Regions from separate parts of the Sus scrofa genome. Here region 1 is linked to region 2. A link is a contact called in public HiChIP or PLAC-seq data. All regions are on one chromosome and are shown on one strand. The core of a region is the stretch at or near the end of the contact, and the rest is flanking DNA. Distances in the headings are between cores, read along the strand shown. Region 1 holds the start of ATAD2B (ATPase family AAA domain-containing protein 2B). Region 2 holds the start of SF3B6 (splicing factor 3B subunit 6).

Region 1 (4,167 bases), core at 274-2,773, 120 kb before region 2:
AAAAAAAAAAAAAAAAACTAAACGAAATCATCGCCGGCCTTCTTCAAATGTCACTTTAGGAGCAGTGGAACCACGATGGTGTTAAGTCGCCTTTTATAAACTATCCCCATAACAAAAATGGAGAGACACCCAAAAAAACACAATTTGGAGACGATAGTGCTTACTATCCACAATTTTGGACATGCCCCTTTTGTGACCTGAAGTCTCCACTTGAAAGCTCTACCGACCGAGACCCCACTAGAACTCTGGTTGGCCGGCTGGCGGGTTCTCTAGCTACAATATCACATTTGATCGCTCCTGCCTGGAGAGGCGATAGTGTTGATTTTGTTTTTAAAGTTGGTGTCAGAGCTGCTACAAACTTTTTTCAGCATCCCTGCCAGGCTGCCAACTGGAGCTCTCGTTCACTTCCTCACCAACTTGAACCACCCCCAGTTTGAGAGTAAGCCGGAGTTAGACACCGGCAGGAGCTGACACGCTCACAAGAAGGGTTTGACACCGCAGAAAACTTTCACTTCTCCTCTCCAGCCCGTCCACCCGGAGAGTCCAGCCCTTCGCTCTTGCTCCCTTAGAATTCCCCTCTCAGGCGGGACAAGGACACAGAAAGCAGGCTGCTCTAACGTCCCCGAAAACACCCCCCCACACACACACACCCATAGTCTTCTCCCCTGGACTCAAGTCCCGCTCTCCACACAAAAGAGCCGGGCCAGCTAAGCTGGTGCGGCCCTAACTAGCCAGCTGCCACCCTCCACCGCACCCGCAGACCCGGGTCTCCAGCCGACCGAGCGGTCTCCCCTGGAGGCTGCCTGCCCCAACCTGGCCAGACAAAGCCCCGGCGGCCGGGCCGACTCGCGAGCCTCCGGACTCGGGCCGCCGCGCTCTTACCCGGGCCTCATCCAGAGCGACGCCGGCGCCACCGCTTCCCCCGGCCTTGGCGGCGGGGCAGCTGGCAGCGCGGGTCTTGGAGGAGCGGGTCCGAGAGGAGATGAAATGGCTGCTGCCTCCGGTCGCCCCAGGCTCTCCTCCGGCCCCAGGCCCAGGCCCAGGCCCAGGCGACTTAGATCCGAGAAGGCGCAGGGAGCTCTTCCGGGTGTTCACCATGGTCCAGCCAGGAGGACGGGGTCCACGCCGCGCCCGCGGCGCCCGCCGCGCCGGGGAGAGCCAAGGAAGGCCGGCCCGCCGGCCGGGCAGTCAGGGCCAGTGGAGCCGGGCCGGGAAAGACAAGCCGACCCGGACTCTGCGGAGCGCAGACGAGGACAGGCGAGAGTAAGACAGAGGAAGGAAAGTCGGCGTGAGAAGACAGCGGGAGACGGGACCGAAGCTCCAGGCCGACAGCTCAGACCCTCCGCCGGCTTCGCCCTCCTCAGCGGGAGCCGAGCGGAGCCGCCATTTCTACCCCTTTCTCTCCCGTTCTCGCTCTCGAGCTCCGTGCGTCAGGGCTCCAGCGCCGCAGGGCCAACGAGACCGCTTCCGGCAGTGACCGCTGCGGGGCGCTGCAAGGCCGGCCAGCCTTTCCCTTGTAGGCTGCTCCCTCCTCTTCCCCCGCCCCTCCAGTAGGCCCCGCCCAGCGGAGCGCTGTCAGCGCTTGGCGGCCAAGAAAGGTACGCTCTGGGCTGTGTCAGCTCTATGGTTTCCAGGTCTGGCCGGCTGCCTAGCAAGGAGGGGATGGGAAAAAACAGAGTGCGCGCGGGATAGGCGCGCGCGAACGCTAGAGTCTGTCTCGGAGCCTTCACCCCTTGCCAGGCCGGAGAACCCCACCATCACCCCCAGGTGGCCTGGATGGTACTAGGAACGACCGGCAAAGGCGGGGAGTGAAGGGGAGGGGGGGCGAAGACCAGGGCGCGGTGACCTGAGTTGGAATCCGTTGATATCCAAGACAAGACGCTGAACTTGTGTCACTTTTCAAGGTTGTAAAGATGTGAATGATAGCGCTGATAAGACAGATCTATGCAGTGTCTGGCACACGGTAAGCTTAAGAAAGAGCAAACGCTGGAACCCTGTGTCTTTAAACAAAGCAAAGCAGTGTCTGTCTTAGAGTGTTTTCTATAACCTTAGCCAGATCTAAGGCGGAGTCACAAAGAATGAATTCTTCCTATTAAAAGCCTCATTTAGCACTGCTGCCCCGCCCGCGCAAGAATTAAGAATGACACAAAAAGCTGAACATGAAGATAGAAAATGTTTAACTTCCAAAGAAAAAGGTTAAGGGACACAGTTAATATGAAAAGCTCTGTTGAAAGAAGGAATTATGTTCATTTCCAGAATTCCTCCGTACATTAGCAATAGAGAGCCTAATATTTATTGGATAAAAGTTCTCCTCTTTGCCTCACTAAGAATAATTGAAGACTTGAGAAAAGTCTTATAAAAATCACCAAGCTGCGTCAAAATTAGAGGATTCTCCTCATCCAAGCTCCCAGTTGTTCAACAAAACTGCATAATGCACTAAGAATGGAAATAGTTTTTCTGTTGGGGAAGCAATATGGATTCCAGGAAAGCTGACTAATCTCTCTTGACACTAATCTGCATACCACATTCTCCCCTAGACACTTCACCCACCATTTAAAACTGGCCTCTTTGGGTGTGACAACCTTATAATGGAAGGAGACCTAGGTTTTCCTGTGTCAATTAGCTATGAGATCATCGAACAGAATAAACGATTTCATTTCCTGCAGAAAGAGTCTGGCTTTAAGCAGTATTTAAAGTGTCCTTAAGAGGTGTATGGTGTGCAAATTAGCACACAAAGGACTTCTGTGCTTTCTTCCTTTGTTTCAGTTTTGTTTTTGTAGTCCTAAATTGAGAAAGCCAGGTTGTTGTTTGGGATACTACAACCTATACCCTTTACTAATAGCAAATGTTTATTCTAAACCCCAACTGGTGTTAGGTCCTCTGTCAGGCCAGTAAATATGGAGGGGTTATTGCTTTTTTGTTTTTAAATAACAATATAGTTCTGGCCCTCAGAGAGCTCACTGACAAGGAGGAAATAAAGACAGGCAAAGAACCAGTAAGCTGCAGAACAATGTGACAGGAAAAAATGAGGCAGAAACCTCTAATTCAAGCAGAGTTGTTAGAGAAAACCTCTGAGAGGTGATGATGCCAGAGATGCATCTAGAACCACAAAATGGAGAAAGAAAACAGACAAAAGAAAGCAGTTTGAAAAATATATGAAAGAGTTGCCTGGGGTTTTTGGTTTGTTTTTGGTTTTTTTTTTGCTTTTTTAGGGCTGCACCTACAGCATGTTGGAGTTCCCAGCCTAGGGGTGGAATCCTAGCTGCACCTACACAACAGCTCATGGCAACCCTGGATCCTTGACCCACTCATGGCAACCCTGGATCCTTGACCCACTGAGTGAGGCCGGGGATCAAACTAGTTGGATACTACTTGGGTTCATAACCTGCTGAGCCACAACAGAAACCCCCAAGAGTTGCTTGTTTTACATATTCTGACTAGAAGAAAATAACTGAAAAATCGATAAAAATCGCTTTTAAACTTTACTTAAAACTACATGAGCTGGCAAATTACTAAGAAATACTTGGACCAAAAACTAAGTTACAGCAAGAACCCAGACAGCAAGCTAAGCTCTAAAGACAGCTTTCACTTCCAGTGCATTTGCCTAACTCTGGTGAACTTTATCTATTTTCTCTGCCTACAGAAGCTAGAAAGGTCAGAGGACAAAGCCCAGAACCTGCTTAAGTTACAGAGTCAATGGAATCACCCTGCAAAACGGTGGTAATTAAAAGAATACACCTAAATATAAGGGTGAATTAGAAATAAACCAACCAAACTTCATCACTAATCTCTAGGAAACTGCAAGGAGAACTGCCTTTCCCAACATCTAAACTAAGAATGAGAGAGAAAAACATATCCCTTAAGATTTAAAACAACAAACTGGCCCTCCGGTTTATAGTCTAACTTCACCAAATCTGATAGACAATAATTTAAATTAAATAGGCTTGAGTCAAAAGTGACCCTAAGCACAAAGTTAAATTATCTCAGAAATAATGTAACTTCAACAGGAGATTCAAAAACAAAGTCTCATGAATATGACTTAGTTAAAAAAAAAAAATTAAATACAGACAGCGTAGGAGTTCCCATCATGGCTCGGCAGGTTAAGAACCTGACTAGTGAGTTCCCGTTGTGGGGCAGCAGAAATGAATCCATCTAGTATCCTTGAGG
Region 2 (3,680 bases), core at 206-2,705:
TTTTTTGTTTGTTTGTGGACCTGCAGCATGTGGAATTTCCCAATCCAGGGAATGAACCTGTGCCATCGCAGTGACCCAAGCCACAGCAGTAACAACAGAGCTGCTGAGCCATGGGGGAACTTCATACATCTTAAAAAAGAAAAATGTTGAGAGTTCCTTGGTGGCTCATTGGGTTAAGGACCCAGGGTTGCCACAGCACTGTGGTGGCACGGGTTCAATCCCTGGTCCTGAACTTCCCTGTACCCGAGGCACAGCCAAAAAAGAAAAAAAAAGAAGAAAGTTAACAATCATACAATTTCTCTTCTCCTATTTACACAAAAACTCATGGAAAAGAACTGTCTCCATTTTCTCAACTTCTACCTTCTTTTCATTCCACTGCAACCAAATTTTCATCCACTGAAATGATTATCATCAAAGTTACCAAGTCTACATCTCAGCATATTCAATTATCTGTCTTCACCTTACTATACCTCTCAGCATCTTAGAGTTGACCACTCTATTTCTCTTGAGACAATTTTTCTGAGGTTTCCATCACACCCCACTCTTTCATATTACAATGTAAGCAGCAGGGCTTTTTGTTTTATTCACCATTTTATCTCCAATACCTAGACTAGTATTTGGTACATACTAAGTGTTCAATACATATGACTGATTTTTCTATCCTCTCTCTCTCAAGTCTGGTACATACTAGATGCTCAAAAAAAGAAAAAAAAATCGCTCAAAACATTAATGAAGGATCCAAAAAGCTCTATGATCCAAGAAGACATCAAGGTTCGAGTTGCCTGTTAAGCATAAGTTATTTATTGCGGAATCATCTGTGCTACTGACTTTTAGGCCGAAGAGAGAATGCTGACGCCAGGTCCTAGGTGCAGGTGAAGCAACATAGGCTGCAACACTATCACTGATAATGGGATAACAGACCGAAGGAACTCTCAAAAGGGGTAGGGGCGGACGTGTGGCTCAAAGAGCACATCTCTAAGGACCAGGTTAGGATGAAATACACTCTGACAGGTCAGTAACTTCTGGGCATCCCCGCGACGGGGATGGAAGAGGGCCAAGAAGGCTCTGATCACGCTGCTGAGAAAGTCCAGCAGCGAAGTGCTCCCCCTCCAACGTCGAAGTCCCCAACACTCACGTTTGCCCTCTTGGCTGCTTGCATCGCCATCCTGGCAGGCTGATGAGGTCACCGCAGCAAACACTTAAATTCCTCCGCTCTTCGGGCGGGCTCGCTCAGCTTAGAACGCAATACCGAGTGAGATATAGGACATCAACAAAAAGACCCCGCCGGGAGCTGTTCTAAAGCGCAGGAATATCACCGTCTCACGCCGAAACGTGCTGACGTAGTCTCTCCTTAGGAAAAGACTTCTGGGCAAAACGGGTCTGAGACTGGATGACGCCGGAAGGCTGAGAGGAAAAGGTCCAAGGAGCTTCCGGGCTCTAAGCCGGAAGGGGCGGGGAATGAGCTTGGGAGGGGGAGGTGTTCCGGTCCGGATGGCCCTGAGCAGCGGAAGCTGACTGGAAAGGGCGGGGCCTGAGGAGAACTGGGTGAGGTGGATTGCCCCTGGGTGAGTGGTGGGAGAAGGCGGGGTCTAGAGTTGGGGGGTGTTGCAGGGCGCTTGCTGCTGTGCTAGGGACACGTTGTGGAGGCAAGGGCTTCTGACTGCGCAAAGCCGAGACTGAAGGGTTCTGGTGTTTGGCTGACGCTGTACCGGGTATTCCGAACTCCTGGCGCAGCCTCAGCCCCCCATCTTAGGCCTCAGGTGACTCGGCCTCTGTAATCACCCCCACACCCCGCCCGGGCCGCTGCGACGCCCCATCTCACTTCCACCTCACTCCCGCTCCGGCGGCCCCAGTCCACGCGCCACTCTTCAATTCCACTCTTTATTTCCTAGACCAGTTTTACAAGGATCGTTAGAGAAGGCTGGGGAAGGAACAGGAGGTTACAGCCCAGCCTGGAATAGCACCCAGTGGCCTGACTGTACAGTGAATTTTCTTGAAGTTTGCTCTTGGAAGACCTGAGGGAGCCACGTCCTCTACTGCCCCCTCCCTCATCCTTCATTGGGGCAGCTCCAGGACGATTTTGCCCATGTTCCTGTTAGTCTCCATATACACATGGGCCGCTTGAATTTCAGTCATGGCATAGACTCTGTCCAGAACCGGCACTAAACGGTGAGGGCTCTCCATGGAGAAGTGGGGCAGAATTTGCTCTGTGAAGCTCTTCACCAGCATCTGCTTGTACTAAGATAAGGAAAAGGAGACCATCAGCCCGGACAGTGGCCTAACAACCTGGCCAGTCCCCATCCTGCTTCGCATTTCTGCTCTTCCTGAAACTTGTACATGTCTGAAAAGTCACACAAGGGCACGAAGTAACCCCTTGACGAACAGCATGTATGTGCATACTCCTAGATTTGTAATCTCTTCTGTACCAGATAAAGATCAAAGCCTGGAGAAAGTATTAGTGTCACTGAAAGCTGACAGGGCTGTTTTTAAGTAAAGACTTCAAGCAGGAGATGGCCTCAGACAGGACTTAATATAGGCTCAATTCAAAAGGGATGTTTAACCTCTGCTATCCCCCAGCAATGTGAAATCATTTTGGGAAACATTCCCAAACTTGGCACCTGCTGGACTGCTACTCACAAAAGATTTCGGGAATGTATAATCTGTTAAAGGTAGGAATTTACTAACCTTATTTACCTAAGAGGTTTTCTTAGCCCACTGAGAACAGTTCTGTCTTTGAAAACAGTCTTGGAACTATTAGAAGTATTTCCTAGCATGGTCAATGCTTCATTTATTGTTATGTTTACATATTACGTATTAGCTATCCTCTTTGTTTTTTTTTGTTTGTTTGTTTTGTTTTGTTTTTTTGCTTTTTAGGGCCACACCCGTGGCATATGGAAGTTCCCGGGCTAGGGGTCAAATTGGAGCTGTAGTCCTGGCTACGCCACAGCCACACCAGATTTGAGCCTCGTCTTCTACCTACACTACAGCTTATGGCAATGCCGGATCCTTAACCCACTAATTGGGGCCAGGGCTTGCGGTCGCAACCTCATGGTTCCTGGTTGGATTCCTTTCCGCTGCGCCATCATGGGAACTCCCTAGCTACCCTCTTTCTAAGATGTTGAGGCCTTTATCAACTGATTTTTATTAGTTCCGTGAAATTAGATTAGCTATTTATCCACAGGGGGGCAGGTTTCTATATAGGCTCTCTAACTTAAGATATGATCTTTATTTTTTCAAGATTATGTGAATGAATCAGACTTTTCTGGATAATAAATCACATGTTTTCTTTTCACTCAATACTCACCTTTTTGTCCCTAGACCTTAACAAACTGGTGATCAGACTTCCTCGTTTGAAAAGTAGCTTTGAAAACAGAGGCCCACTGACGTCAGCTCCTCCCATCAGACCGTAGAGAACCCAGCGACCATCAAGAGCCAGGCAGTTGACATTTTTCTCCCAGTAGGAGCCGCCTATGCAGTCTAGAATAAGGTTGACTCCAGCACCTTCAACACAGATTTGTGATGCTAGTCAGACACAGAAAGCTTGGTGCAAGAAAAGATTTCTCTGATACATTTGTGGATATACGGGTATAAAGAAATACAAGTGCAAGCTGTAAATCTGTAGATTGAACTCAAAACATTGCTCGTAGAAACATGGTTGTAAAAGGAGTTTAGGTAGCTGA

The links. HiChIP or PLAC-seq counts read pairs in DNA pulled down with a chosen protein or histone mark.
Region 1: a contact with region 2 is called in an H3K27ac HiChIP or PLAC-seq map of skeletal muscle. The contact joins the promoter of ATAD2B here to the promoter of SF3B6 in region 2. A contact is called at or near these places in 3 of 5 promoter capture datasets (fetal liver and liver), 26 of 47 Hi-C or Micro-C datasets (alveolar macrophages, blood, embryonic fibroblasts and 13 more) and 2 of 2 datasets of contacts at active chromatin or transcription factors (alveolar macrophages and skeletal muscle).

The regions. Positions count from the first base shown.
Region 1 is chr3:114,719,581-114,723,747 of Sscrofa11.1, reverse strand. It overlaps ATAD2B (ATPase family AAA domain-containing protein 2B), which reads right to left and starts at 1,523. Exons shown (of 27, transcript XM_021087782.1): 1 at 883-1,523. The coding sequence starts at 1,098.
Region 2 is chr3:114,603,638-114,607,317 of Sscrofa11.1, reverse strand. It overlaps SF3B6 (splicing factor 3B subunit 6), which reads right to left and starts at 1,455. Exons shown (of 4, transcript XM_003125364.4): 1 at 1,136-1,455. The coding sequence starts at 1,165. It overlaps TP53I3 (quinone oxidoreductase PIG3), which reads right to left. Exons shown (of 6, transcript XM_003125363.6): 5 at 3,305-3,501; 6 at 1,863-2,238. The coding sequence ends at 2,056. LOC110260105 (a long non-coding RNA gene) reads left to right here and starts at 1,532. Exons shown (of 2, transcript XR_002342966.1): 1 at 1,532-2,669.